Regions from separate parts of the Mus musculus genome. Here region 1 is linked to region 2. Evidence: chromatin contacts called from public Hi-C data. All regions are on one chromosome and are shown on one strand. Each heading gives the region's core, a stretch centred on a gene start, on an enhancer-like site or on the middle of the called end of the contact. The rest is flanking DNA. Distances are from core to core; before and after follow the strand shown.

Region 1 (7,386 bases), core at 2,406-4,905, 53 kb after region 2:
TTCTGGTGTGAGCACCTCCAGAGAACCATTTGAACTTCGGCTCCCAGGACGTGATCTTGAACTTGAGGCTGGTTTTGAAATTCCGTCTAGGTTCCCCTTTATAATATCCATTGGCATCCTAAACCAAGCCAAAAGAAGCAAGTGACTTAGAGCTCTGAATGGCTTACGAGTCAATCTATGCTTACATCCATTTACTGAGAACCTATTCACTACCAAAGTCACACACATACGCACTCGGCAATGTCATCAAAGGAATCCTACATACGTGGATTACGAGTCAGATGCTGATAGCAACTGGGGAGGAAGGCAGATGTGAATGTTGTCTCACTGTCTCTATGCAGGGAAAACAAGCCAACAAACAGACACGCCATGTCCTCGCTCTTCCCCACAAGAACACTCCCGCCACCTCTCCCAGCCAAGACCTGCTCCATCATGATGGTTTGCTAAGGTCTCCTGTCTCCCTCCTCCTGAGCTGACTCTCCCTCCTCCAGTCTTCCTGTTCCACATAAGCCTCAGCCAGCGGGTCTTCCCATCCAACCCTGATGTCTCTCTCCTTCAAGCCACATTTCCTGGAGCCCCTTCCTCCACAGCACTGCCCTCTCTTAATCAGCTCTCCCCTCCGAAAACCCACAGCTCTACTTCTGACTGGCGCAAGAGAATAAAACTTATATCCTTTAACTAGAAGACAGACCTGCATTATGAAGCTGTACTGTGTCCATTTCCTCCTAATTGCTTTATGCAGGACACTATCACAGACTTGTCCTGACCCTAGCTACTTTGTGTCTAGTGTGGATTTTGGAAGTGAGGCTAGCTTAAACTAGGCAGAACAGCTTAAATTGGAAGAAGACAAAGATTGCAGACATATCCTTCTTGATAGATGCCCTTGATAGAGACCGATTTAGACATGCCTGGTGAGTGTGGGACAATATGCACACAGTGAACTAGAAGAAACTGCAAAGATTCCAGCTTAAATATGAATGGATATCTCCTGCCAAATTTTTTCTAAATGCTCGTCATTACATGAAGCATTAGCTTGTTATGTCCTTCTTCTACGAAGTGGCTTGTCTTTCGTGCTATTCGGTGGAACACAGACTCAGAGTCCAAAGAGGCCTTGCACACAGAAAGAAGGACAAACATGAAGAAGCTGAAGCATCTCTTGGACACACTGAGGAATAACAGGGTTGCCCTCCAACTGCCCAATGTGCCGATGCTTCCACTTCAGAGAACAGTCGGTCCACTCTTCCCACTCGGCAACTGAAAAAGGCATTGATGTCAACATTGTTCACACTCTGTAAAAGTGTCTGGGCTCACTCAGGAGAGGCCTGACAGTGTTATTGTGGGATGATGGATCACCCTGGCCCCGGCACATCACCACCAAAAAGCGTAAGTCACTAAAAGGCCAAATGTCTTTTCCATGCCCTATGCTTCCTGTCAAGGAGGACTTACTGCAGCTTGAGAGGAGTGGGGAGCTGGAGGGATGTGGCAGAGCCAATATAATACATCTCAAAAAAGGCCAAGCACGGGGACCGAGCCATGATGTGGATCAGCTAAGACTCCGGAAACCTTTCCATCTGTTTCAAAGGCTGCTCGGCTGCTATTAGGCTTCCTCAGAAACATCGCAAATTAAATAAACCACGGTTCACAGGAAATGTAACTGACAGGCTATCTGTGTATTTGGCCATCTGGAAAAGAAATCGGAATAAAGACCATTGAAATGGGATCTGATAGGTGTATTGTGTGTTTAAGAAATCACTTGTCACACAGAAACTCCATATGAAAAATGAAGAGCTGTACAAGAAAGCAGCCACACGATGTGCACCAAGTTGCATGTGCCCTGAGAATGGATTTACCAACTGCCATGTCTTCCCTGAGGATGTGGGATGGGAGACAGGATCCAAAAGGAGGGTGTAGAAGAATCTAGCCAAGTAGGACATCAAAGAGGGAATCCAGGAATTGATAAATCCAAACAATAGTAAATAAAGCATAATATTTAAGAGTTCAAGGTGGCTGCCTCCAGAAGATGTGACTGGGAACTGCTCAGTTATTTCTTCCATTCTGAATTTTATACCACAGTTTAACATTTGGACCATATCATTTTAATAAAAGTAAAAGCAAAATTTAAAAGTAATGAGTCAATATAAAATATGCAATCTTCCAAGGCCTGGAAGGAAATGCAAGGATAGCTTGCAAAGAAATCAATGATATACTAAGCCAGCGTGGTCCTCACTTGGTAGAACTGTTTGGGAAGGATTAGGAGGAAGTGGTATTTCATGGGCAGAGGAAGCGCCTCCTGAAGTATCAATAGACTCTCAGCTTCCCACTTAGCTCTGCTTTCTACTTTCAGATCAAGATGTGGGCTCTCAGCTGTTTCTGCTTCCGTGCCTTTGCTCCGCCATGATGGACTCTAAGCCTCTGAAGCTGTAAGTCAATTGAAGGCGTTCTTTTATAAGACTCTGGACTAGGAAAGCAGTTGGATGCTGATGAAGAGCTTAAAGAGCATCCTGGTGGGAGGTTAGAAGGCAATAATGCTGAGAGCAAGGCAGACTGCAGAGGCCTACGGACCTCAGGCCATTTCAGGGGAAAACAATACTAGCACCTGGGCGACAGAAGGACAGAACATTCCTGTATTTGGCAAAGAAAGTGGCTGCTTTCTGCCCTTGCCTTAAACATTTGCCTGAGGCAAAACTGAAAAACCATGGATTAGTTTCCTTGGCAGAGAAGATTTCAAGACATGGCTCTCTGACTCTGTTGCATGGTTATTAGTAATCATATCCCGGTCTTATGGAGGTCTACAATAAAAAGGGAAACTGGGACAAAAAGAAATTTTTGTTTTATACATTTCCTCATTTAATGAAACACAGTGCACCAAAAGAATCAAAATTAAAATACCAGTTACTTTATGCTATTCAGTGAAGTAGAGATGTGACCAGATTCTAATGGTAACAAATAACTGCTCATACACGCCAACGTTTTATTACATTTTTTGATCAGCTCGTGTAGATAGTACACGTCCGGTGTGATGAGGCAAAACTGGTTGTGTCTCCAGATTGTTTGCTCCCTGTCTTATTGTCTGAAAGGCCTATTCATAGTCCCCAGGCTGGTGGATGCCCAAAGGTATCTACCTATACGTTTGGTTTACATTTCTTCCATTGGGAAAGCTAAGTCCCAGATCAATGTTTACAAACCCTCTCTCTAGTCTCATTTTTCCTGTGCCACTTTTAAGGACTATGCTACTGACTAGTGCTCCAGACCTCAGTGGGAAGAAGGCTCGTAAGGATGCACTAATGCAGAAAGAGTTTTCAGCAGAGATCACGCCTCTGCCCGGGCAGTAGCTTCTGAGACTCCCAGACATAGCCACGCCCCTGTGGCCACCCCATGCTGGCCTGGGCGAACAGGCCACACCCACAGCCCTCGGGGACAGAGTCCGCCCTCTCACCCTCCTCTGGCACATCAGGCCACACCTCCACCTCGCCCTCTGCCGTGGCCAGCGGCTACCAACCTCTGCCCGTGGTGCGTGCGGCCCCTCAACTTCTCGGTGGGGAAGAAAGCTGGACGCCTAGACACTGACTCTCTCCACTTCCCTTCGAAGGGGACCGGTTTTTCCCGCCACCGCCTCCTCTGTGAAGATGAAAGAGGCAGCAGGAGACCGCTGTCTCAAAGAACGCTGTTGCCCTGGCAACTAGAAGCGCGCAGATCACAGTCTCGCGATAGGTTTAAAGGTCCCGTACCTTCAAGAATTGGGTATTGAAGCCGGGCGTGGTGGCGCACGCCTTTAATCCCAGCACTTGGGAGGCAGAGGCAGGCGGATTTCTGAGTTCGAGGCCAGCCTGGTATACAGAGTGAGTTCCAGGACAGCTAAGGCTACACAGAGAAACCCTGTCTCGAAAAAAGCAAAAAAAAAAAAAAAAGAATTGGGTATTGGGGACCGGAAGTTACAAGAAGACTGCTGTCCTGGTTGGGATTGGAGGGGGTGTGACTGTGGCCCTCCTATAACCTTCTTTTCAGTGAATGTTCTGGGTGGGAATGGTTTGTTCATATTCAGGTTGGCCTCTGGAACGAGGATCTCCATGTTTACATAGCTCTCACCGGCTACTAGAATGTTCTACCGACCAGGTGTCCTCTCAGATCAGTTACTTCCCATATCACTATCCTCTCTTCCTTGCAAGACTGATGTGCAACTCAAACAGATCTCGTATGTGAAGGTCTTGTAAAATTTGGAGAGCTGTGTGAGTGTGTGTGTGTGTGTAATACATGTGTATATAATAGCAGTGTGCATAAAGTATAATGTATAATACAGTGTATATATACATATGCGTATATATACATATACGTCCTGTAAAGACTGGGCTGTAGTAGAATAAGAAGGATTATGATGGCAGTATATACCTCCACAGCTACCAATCATTTCTCTGTGTACAGTGCATTAGGGCTCATTGCCTGGATCACCAAACTGATGCTCTTTCTTCATTCTCAGTACCGCGCAACCTCTGCTGCGTTTCAGTCTGAATTGCCCTTGGTTGTTTACAAGGTATTTTCATACTCAGAGCCCCTTTATCCTCATGCTTTGGGGTAAATACAGTGTTTCTCTGGTCTTTTTTCATCAGAGCAAATAAGTATGACTTGAGTTGCCCAAAGATCACAGCTACAAGTTAAGATGGTGCTGAGGGCAAAACCCTGGCTGTGAATACCATCTGGGTGCTATTGATCCTTTGTTTCGGACTCCAGGTCAAATGACTCCCTTGAACCTCATAAGGCATGAGAACCCTCGCAAACTAAGCAGATCAAAATCAAGCCACTTTTCTATAGTCCCCTCTCCCCACTGCAGCCCTTCCTATACCGTCTTCCCCACACCATTCTCCCAGGCTCAGCTCAGCACCTTTGGTACCATCCTCAAGTCGGACATGCTACCAGACCTGCATTCAAGTGTATCTGAATCCAAGTGTTCCTCATATCTGCAAGGTTCCCACCCTCAATTAGATGTTTGTGATACTCTACTAGTAGTTTCCTCAGTGGGAGCTTCCCTTGCACCTCCTGTATACTGAAGGACAGTATCCTACAACGTGTGTTCAGAACCTCAGCCAAATCCTACCAGCCCTCTGCTCCAGGCTCTCCATGACTCTCCACTTAGCGGCCTTTCAATGCCCACAGGTCCTGAATGACCAAACTGTTAACTTACATGTATACACATACATACATGCATACACATACATACACACAGACATATAGACATTTTAAGAAAAAGAACGAAAGAATAATGAGTTCAATTCACAGTAAGTCCTTACCATCACAATTCCCAACCCATGGTATTGATTAAATTACTGGAAGATTTGCATGCTATATGAAAAAAAATGAATGGCTAGACTGGGGATGTGCCTCAGTGGTAGAGTGACTAGTTAGTATGTTAGAGAGCCTGTGTATGATCTTGTGCAGTCCCAAAGGGAGGAAAAAGAAGTTCCTAAGACTGCCTTCCAAAAGTGGACTCTAGATACTGAGAGAAGATTGCATATTTGCTAACAGTCAAAGCACAAAATGTTCCAGCAAATAAACAACTGAAAGTCTCTCTGTGCCTTCAGCACTTCTCAGCTGGGAGTACCCTCGTTAACAAACGAATCAATGTGGGTTTAAGTCAAGATTCATGCCTAGCCAGTGGAGTATCTCCATAAACCACTGTTGGTGGAGGTCACCTATTTAAAAAACAACAACAACAAAGCCTCTCCTGTGGTTTGGACACTGTTCAGGGATATCCTGGTTCAGTATAGCTAAATTACAGTTCTGTGTTCTTTGTTCCCCTCAAAAATGAAACTTCTTTTGACCTTGGTATCAGATGTCTCTTAGTTAACATGATGCTGTTCAATTGCTACCCAGTAATGTTCTCTGCATTTTCCAGAAATTGAATATAAATTATAATTTTTCTAAATATGTCTAAATTTGATCATTTGGATGTGGGTTTTTTCTTTGTATTTGGGTGTTGTTTGTTCTCTGTGGGTGGTGGTGCTGGAGGTGGAAATCTAGTCTCTACACACACAAGGTGCTGGAGATGGAAATCTAGTCTCTACACACACAAGGTGCTGGAGATGGAAATCTAGTCTCTACACACACAAGGTGCTGGAGATGGAAATCTAGTCTCTACACACACAAGGTGCTGGAGATGGAAATCTAGTCTCTACACACACAAGGTGCTGGAAATGGAAATCTAGTCTCTACACACACGAGGGGATATGAGTTCAACCTGAGCAGTATTCCCAGCCCTAATAGTTATTAAACACATGTTTCGGATAATCCTAGTAGTAACTAAGAGTATGAGAGGTGGAAGTATTTTAGGGATAATTTAAGAACCTAGAGGTATAAAAGCAGTCTGTACTTAGCCCATGTGAAAGAGGAACAAAATTCTGCAGTTCAGATTTCCTATTTCTGCATGTTAAAGATCAGCATTTGTCAGGAGCTTGGAAACACAACTTGAAAAACACACAGAGCATACACACACACACACACACACACACAGAGAGAGAGAGAGAGAGAGAGAGAGAGAGAGAGAGAGAGAGAGAGAGAGAGAGATCCTTGTTCTTCTACCTGGACTACAGCTTCCCGACTGTGAGTGGCTTGCTTCCTCTTTTGTGTGACTGCTTCCTGTGAGGGCTTTTCTACCATAAGGCATAAAACAATCATTTATGATCTCACTCCCTAGACTGTGCTATGTTAGCCAGCTTTCTGTTTCAGTGACAAAATGCATGATGAAATGAACTTACGAAGAAGAAAGATTTGCGATGACGGGGTTTTTTGGGAGGGGGTGTGTGTGTCTCACCCATGGTCTCTTGACCCTTGTGCTTCCGGCTTTGGCAGCAATGGTAAGTCATAGCAGAAGCACTGGTGAGACCAGTCAGCTTACCTGATGACAGACAGCTGAGAAACATGGAGAAATTAGGGGTCAGTGTCCCAGTTTCTGCTTCAAGGGCATGTCCCCCAATCACCTAATGCATCTATTTAACTACAGCATGACTGCTCCAACATCTCCTAATAGCACCGCAGGCTGGCAACAAGCATTTAACACTTTAGGGACATTTATCCAAACTATGACATCTTGGTTTTTTATATTTTTTCTATTTTAATAAAAAGAGGAGGACTAGAGAGAAGGCTCAGAAGATATGAGCACTGGCTGCTCTTCCAGAGGACCAGGGTTCAATCCTCAGCACCCACACGGTGGCTGACAACACTCTGCAACTTTAATCCAAAGGATCTGATGCCCTCTTTATCCTCTGCAGGCACTGCACACAAGTGATACACAGACACACTTGCAGGCAAAACACCCACTCACATAAAATAAAAAATGAAAAAACAGTTTGTAATACAAAGAATGTACCATTATTAGAAATCTGGTATTAAATAGTT
Region 2 (6,565 bases), core at 1,201-3,700:
ATGCGCACAGTCAAAGGATCCTGTACATAGATGGAGTGCACACCACTTACTGCCCAACCTAAATAAACAGTGCTGAGGTTTTCAGAGACTTTTAAAATCAACCCAGCCTGTGATCTTAGAGCATCTATAGTTATCAATGTCCTCGAGAGTGAAGTGACATCATTGGACGGAGACTGAGCAGCGGACATTTCATTCATCCAGAAACTGTTGGTTCTGTTTGTGGCTGGCAGGGATGCAGAACAGGCAGTTTTTGTCTATTCTTTTGCAGTCGTTACCAACATACTACAGGCTCAGGTGGGTCCCAAGAGCATTTTAAATGTGTTTGCTTCTGGCTTGCCCTCTGCCTTGGCAGTCTGTTGCTTCATATCATCTCCTGCTCCAAACCTCACAGCCCTTTCCCTCTCTAAAGTGCGGAAGGCAAGGGTCAACTCAAGTGTTTGCAGAGGGCTGGGCTCCTCTTGTGGACTCCTGTTGTGTCCATCTGAAGAGGGAGGGACCTAGGTATTCTTCCCAGCTTGGAGAAGAGAGAGAAAAGGGAAGGTGTGAAATCCTGGCCTTGGTAAGTGGAGAAGTGGTGTCATGTGGTGTCAGCATAGATCCCAGCCACACAGAGAATGTCCCAGTCTACCTGGAAGTGGAGGCCACAAAGGCAGAAGCACATCCATTAAAATGATGGCAGCTGCCTAGAGTGACTGTGTGACAAGAGCACTGTGCTGGGAATGTACTGACCACAGGAGGCCAGCAGGTCTCAGCTCCTCTGGCCTTTTGCCAGTCACCTCTGGGCAGTGCACATACACCAGAGTCTTGCCTGGCACACACAGTCATGGACCCTTGGTCCCACCTGGCACTACCAAGGCCAAAACTTCTTTAGGACATTAAACTACAGGGTCAATCTCTGACCTTAGCCAAATAAGACCTTTCCCAACTTGCCAGCCAATAAGAAAAAGGACCTGACAAGGTGAGAGTGAGATGGCAAAGGGATAGATGGACACTCAGGCTTCTTTATGGGGACAGAGGAGAGCAGAACTCGCTGTCACCATGTCCCTCCACCTATGCAAACTTCCCAGCTCTGTTCTGTGAGAAGCAATCTGTGGTCCTCTCCTTTTGGACAAAATAGCTGGTTCTCAAAGGGATCTTCCTTGGCCCATGGTCTTTATCTCTCTTTTAAGAGCTTTAAAGCCTTTTACAGAAGAAGCCAGGACAGGAACACGGAGATGGACAAAGGAGGGACAGAGGAAGGAAGGTAAGGAGGGAGGGAGGGAGGGAGGGAGGGAGGGAGGGACGGACGGACGGACGGACGAGGGGAGAAGGCAGCACAGGAAGAGATGAGTTCTTTTACAGTGGAACAGCTTCCTTTGTCAGAGTGGAAGAAACATCTTGCTTTATACTCAGCAAAATGTAAATGCATACAAAATGTTCCCAAGTGATTATTTTTACATATAAATTATGATCAATTTCCATAAATTCTAATTTTAAAGTTATATATATATATATATATATATATATATATATATATATATATAAAATCTATGAGGGATGATAATTTGACCAGGAGCTGGAGAAGTGTATGAGCTAATGGGCAAGGGAAGCCTGCAGTCAATAAACAGAATGAAGTGAAGAAGCCCCACCCCCACCTTTTCCCACAAGGAGAAAACACTTATGTCTGAGTACCATCTGTGCTGCCAACCCTGTGGTCTTCAGTATTCACTTCACATTAACCCTAAGTTACCCACACCAAGACCTATTTAAACTCCAAGCAAAATACCTCGAGTGGGAAATGTTTAGCAACAGACATCACTACTCAGCTGAGAGTATCACAATTATATTCCTACACACTGGGCTCATCGACTCCTGTCCCCAAGCTACCTGAGTGTTTAGCATCATTTTACGGATGTAAAGAAGTCATTACTGAGTTCTGAATTACACTCTTGGTTAAAGAAAATACAGAAAGAAAAGAGAAAAAAAAGCATCCATGTCTTCAACTTTGGCTTTTAAATGAAGAGCTTAACCCCTCACACAACACAACAAAGCCTGCTACCCCATGGCAGTACTAACCCTCGATTTCAGGACTAGTTACAAGAAATTAAAGTGAAGAAGACATTTGGAATTTAGTGTGTAAGAATGTGCGCCAAAACATAATTAGTGCCTCCGAATGCGAGCAGGTGGATTAGACTAATTTGTGGAATGCTGTTGGAGAGACAGCCCACGGGAAGCTGGGGAGAAGAAAAGAAGGGCCCCGGTGTCTCAGCCACTTGGGATTCCTGCAGTGGATCTCACAGGGGAGGAAGGGGAGTGGAGCCCTGTCCTCCAGAGCCCTGGCCAGCATTACCCATTATGCCTGCTGGCATTATAGCCCTGGAAACCAGGGTCCAAGCAGCTAGGGCCAGGCTGTGTGCCTCGATCCGTTCGTTCCCAGCTTAATTTATATGATAATTAGAGTCTGCTGCCAGAAGCAAGAGCATCTGCCAAGAGTAAAGTCCTCAGAAAGCCAAACGGAGGCTGGTGTGTGCTGTGGTGCCATCCGAGTGCTGACTAAGAGCTTTCTTTTATCTCCTTTTGAAGCCATAAAGTGCCCTTCGCGTTATTACTAGCCGGGAATTTTTTTTTAACAGTCCCGCGCTGACAGCAGTGATTTAACACTTGCACAAAACAATAGCACTTCACGCCACTTAATAAACCTTTGGGCTGTGCGACTTCCAGCTTTCTTGCTGGCTGGATTTTCTGGTCTGGTAGCTCCCGAACAGTCTAGTATACAAGCCACAGAAAGTGTAAAGATGATGTGAGAAAGGCTGTGTTTGGGCCCTTGCAGATGCATTTGATGAATGAGGCACACTCCATGACCACAGGCTCACTCAAAGATGCTTCGGCCCACTTAACCCGCTGAGCTGAAATACTACAATAAGCCTCCGGGGAAGGATCAAGCTGAGAGCATGGTGGTTGGCCTAGCCCTACACCTAATTTTTCCCAAAACATCTGCCAGAGTAAGAATTAAGTGTCCTAACCACCTGTTCACGCTGCAGCCGCATGGTTGTCACACAGTTACCCTTCTCAGGAATGGATCTAGTCACCTTTCAAATATTTGAATACCAGGGGTGAGCAGCCTGGAATGAAATGATAGAGGCAACAAAGAGAGGCACTTTGCTTGGATAGACTCAAATAAAATCATGTTAAAGGAGGCATAAAATAGCCATGTTAACCGCACTCTCCTGGAAAGGAGGGAAGGGGGAAGGTGGGGGATGAGTGAGTCCTCTAAGTCCCTAGGGACTTGGAATTGTAATCTGAATAACATAAGTAATAATGGCTGTGCCACCTATCTGTGAGGTTGGCATGAAGATCATATCAACTGCAGGAATCATAAGGAAAAATTGGAAACATTCTTACCGCGTGCAGAGAGACAATAAAGCCAGGTGGTGGCTGGGCTCATTAGCTCCATTTAATCGTCTTACTTGTGTACACATAGCAGATCAGCACACTGTGTCAGTGAGATATACAATAAGTATTTGCCAAATCAATTACATTTCAAATCACAGGAGGATGCACATTTTGAGAACCATGATGTATTATAAAAATAAAAAGAATAGTTACACTTTACAAACTGCGTAATTTGTTTCACTCTGGCTCAAGGATTTTAGCAAGTAGCCATCTCCACGTAATCCGCTCATTCCGTTTACTGGGGGTTATCATTGGACATTCCTCAACCTGGGGTGGTTAAGAATACAGAAATCAAGTGTCAAACTTCAGGAATTGTGGGGAGTTCCTGCATTTGATCACACATCCTGTTGTAAAGACCTAAGTGAACCAATGAGAAGCTGAAGACATAACTAACGTGAGGAGGTAGAGGGTACAACCTCTCCAACAACTCTTTCCAGCCCTCTTGCCCAACATTTTATAGTGAGATAAAACCCACTGTCCGTGAGATGTACATCTTCCCAGCTGCCCTAGAAGGGCATACACTTGAGTCTGGTAGATCTCCACCTTACTTCAGTGTAGGCTCTGTCTCTCTAGCCTCTCCTGTGTCCGTGTTCTAACCTGCTTTCCTGAGGGGTGGGTGGTAGTCATGCCATTTATGCAGGCCCTCACTGGCCTTCTGGGGTAGTACCCTGACCAGGAGCACCAACTGGATGCCTGCTGCCTGCTGCAGCTGCCAAGCTCCAGACATGTGGCACCTGGTACCCAACTGCTCCTCCCCTGCTGTGTACCCCCACTCCCCTTAGAAGGGCACCGCAACCTCTACCTGCTATGTTTTCTTTCTTGCCTAGGATCTTCCATAATTAATCCTTCAAAAATCTTTCACTGCTGTTTATAAACCCACTAGTGACATGTTTCTGTCTTGTGCAGATTTTATTTTATTACCTTTTAGATATATTATTATTGTTGTTAATATTATTAGTGTGTGTGTGTGTGTGTGTGTGTGTGTGTGTGTGTGTGTGCATGCACATGCATGTTCAGGTATTCACAAACCACAGCATATGTGTGAAGGTCAAAGAGCAACTTTGGAGTCAGTTCTCTCCTTCCATTGTGGGCTCCTGGAACTGAATTTAGGTCAGCAGGCTTACAAAACAATGCCTTACTCAATGACCATCTCACTGGCCCTTGACTGTATCAGCCTTCCTGGTTAAAGTTAGTATTTCCACGTTATTTTCATGACAGTGGGTGCCCCTTCCACAAGGAAACTCCTGTGCTCAGAGGTGCCTCGGCCTCCGCAGGCGGGTGACTGACCTCTGCCTGAGCAGCTGGGCAAGGCCATGATTTGAAGGATGAGCTTAGGTCATGCTGTGTCATGTACAATTTTAGAAGATGTAAAGATTCAAGAAACAGCAATACAAGTGGCGCAACTGCTGCTTCTCAATTAGATGTGAACACTAAAAGCTGACGCAATCAATTAAAAAAAAAGGAGAGCTTTTTCTGTCACTTCTTGCTGTTGCTTATCTCAACCTTCGATTCTAGGAATGCAGCAAAGAGGAGATTAGCTGCAACCTTCAAAGCTAAAGCCAAGTACTTTAGCCGGAAGGTAATTAGCTGGAGGGGTGGGGTGGGGGGAGTCATTATTCAAAACACAGTCTAGAGGTGGCACAGAGCTCACACATAAAAGAAAATAAATACTTTGGAAAGATCACTTCAAAAAACCGCAAAGCAAGTCGCAACAGCCAAATACGTTTCTCACAGATGATTGTGGAAATAAGGCAGAAGGCAACACCTCAAAAAACTTTAGCATCAGAAAATAATAACCAGAATTAACATCTTGTTAAAGGTTAAATGTGGCACATTTACGACAGCAAGTATATGTTCTATGCACAGAAAGACAGCTTTTTGAAAGAAAGAACACCTTGATAAATAAATGTTCCAAGATACAAACTACTCATAAATTTTTGGAAACACATCCAAATTCTCTAGAGTCCAAAAATGTAAATTAAGGCATGACATCATCTTTTTTTTTTTTGGTTTTTCAAGACAGGGTTTCTCTGTGTAGCCCTGGCTATCCTGAACTCACTCTGTAGGCAAGGCTGGCCTTGAACTCAGAAATCTGCCTGCCTCTGTTTCCCAAGTGCTAGGATTAAAGACGTGTACCACCACCGCCCGGCTGGCATGACATCATCTTAAAACTCTCCGAGTGGCAAAAATAAAAAGAATCCAATGCAGGCATGTGCGCAGGCGTGGGCCTGGGTGCAGGTGTGGGTGCAGGCATGTGCGCAGGCGTGGGCGTCAGTGCAAGCACTGGGGCAGGCACGGGTGCAGGCATAGGTGCAGGTGTAGGGGTGGGTGTAGGTGTCATGGATTCTGGCACGCAGGTGTGAGCGTGAGTGTGGGCAAGGGCACAGGTATGGGCGTGGTTGCAAACTATGGTATGGCCTCAGGCAGGCATGGGTGCCCCTCTAAACACTGATAGAGAGAGGGCAGATCAAACCCACAAGCCCTGGAGGTTGACTTGCTACCACATTGCCAATTCTTTACATATCTACTCAAAGCAATTCCACTAAAGACACATCCTGCCGGCATGGTAGCTGAAGGCTGTGATTGTAGCACTTGGAAGGCTGAGGCAGGAACAGCCTCGCTTTAAGCCATCTGAGCTACACAGTGAGACCCTGAGTCAAAAAACTACAACCAAACTATAGCTCAGTGGTAGACATAGGGTTGATCTCTAGCACCAATAACTATAACTATAATAATAATAATAACACATAAGAAAATAATTACAACTATGTGCTCGTGCTATCATAATTTATAACAACAAAAACATTAAACATTATAGGAAATGAATCAAGAGTGGAATCACTCAGTGGTCACATAGTAACATAGTATCAAGTAGCCCACTGTCTATATTGTAAATATTGTATGTTTATTATTTTCCTAATGTGTGTGTGCACGGAAGTGTGTACTTGACTGCAGGTCTCAAAGGCCAGGGGTGTTAGATGCTTGTAACTGGAGTCACGTGTGGTTATGAGCTGCCTGCATTGAGTGCTTGGAACCCAGCTTGGGTCCTCTGCAAGCAGATACTCTTAACCACTGGCGATCTCTCTGTCCCCCTCCACGGTGTAGTATTAAATGAAAGAACAGCGCTATAAAA

Evidence for each region. A called contact is a pair of places that touch in the nucleus more often than the background predicts.
Region 1: a Hi-C map of neural progenitor cells shows a contact between it and region 2, with 1.8 times the contacts expected there. The contact joins the promoter of Fsip1 here to the enhancer-like site in region 2. A contact is called at or near these places in 18 of 39 promoter capture datasets (the 3T3-L1 cell line, 3T3-L1-derived adipocytes, the C10 cell line and 13 more), 10 of 15 datasets of contacts at CTCF or cohesin (CD8 T cells, the G1E-ER4 cell line, the NIH/3T3 cell line and 6 more), 186 of 484 Hi-C or Micro-C datasets (the 3T3-L1 cell line, 3T3-L1-derived adipocytes, 8-cell embryo and 100 more), 31 of 115 datasets of contacts at active chromatin or transcription factors (the 230-238 cell line, CD8 T cells, the NIH/3T3 cell line and 21 more) and 4 of 9 other capture datasets (adipose tissue, embryonic stem cells, embryonic tail and 1 more).

The regions. Positions count from the first base shown.
Region 1 is chr2:118,253,301-118,260,686 of GRCm38.p6, forward strand. It overlaps Fsip1 (fibrous sheath-interacting protein 1), which reads right to left and starts at 3,656. Exons shown (of 12, transcript NM_001374672.1): 1 at 3,500-3,656; 2 at 1-118. The coding sequence starts at 117.
Region 2 is chr2:118,201,476-118,208,040 of GRCm38.p6, forward strand. The region is part of intron 10 of Fsip1 (fibrous sheath-interacting protein 1); the gene reads right to left. Among named protein-coding and RNA genes, the nearest start is that of Fsip1, 52 kb to the right of the region's middle. Within about 2 kb of position 2,451, at least 61 of the 459 cell types and tissues checked have an H3K27ac peak or open chromatin away from gene starts, as enhancers often do. A contact at or near this core is called in PVALB interneurons, astrocytes, brain and 15 more, where this site is marked.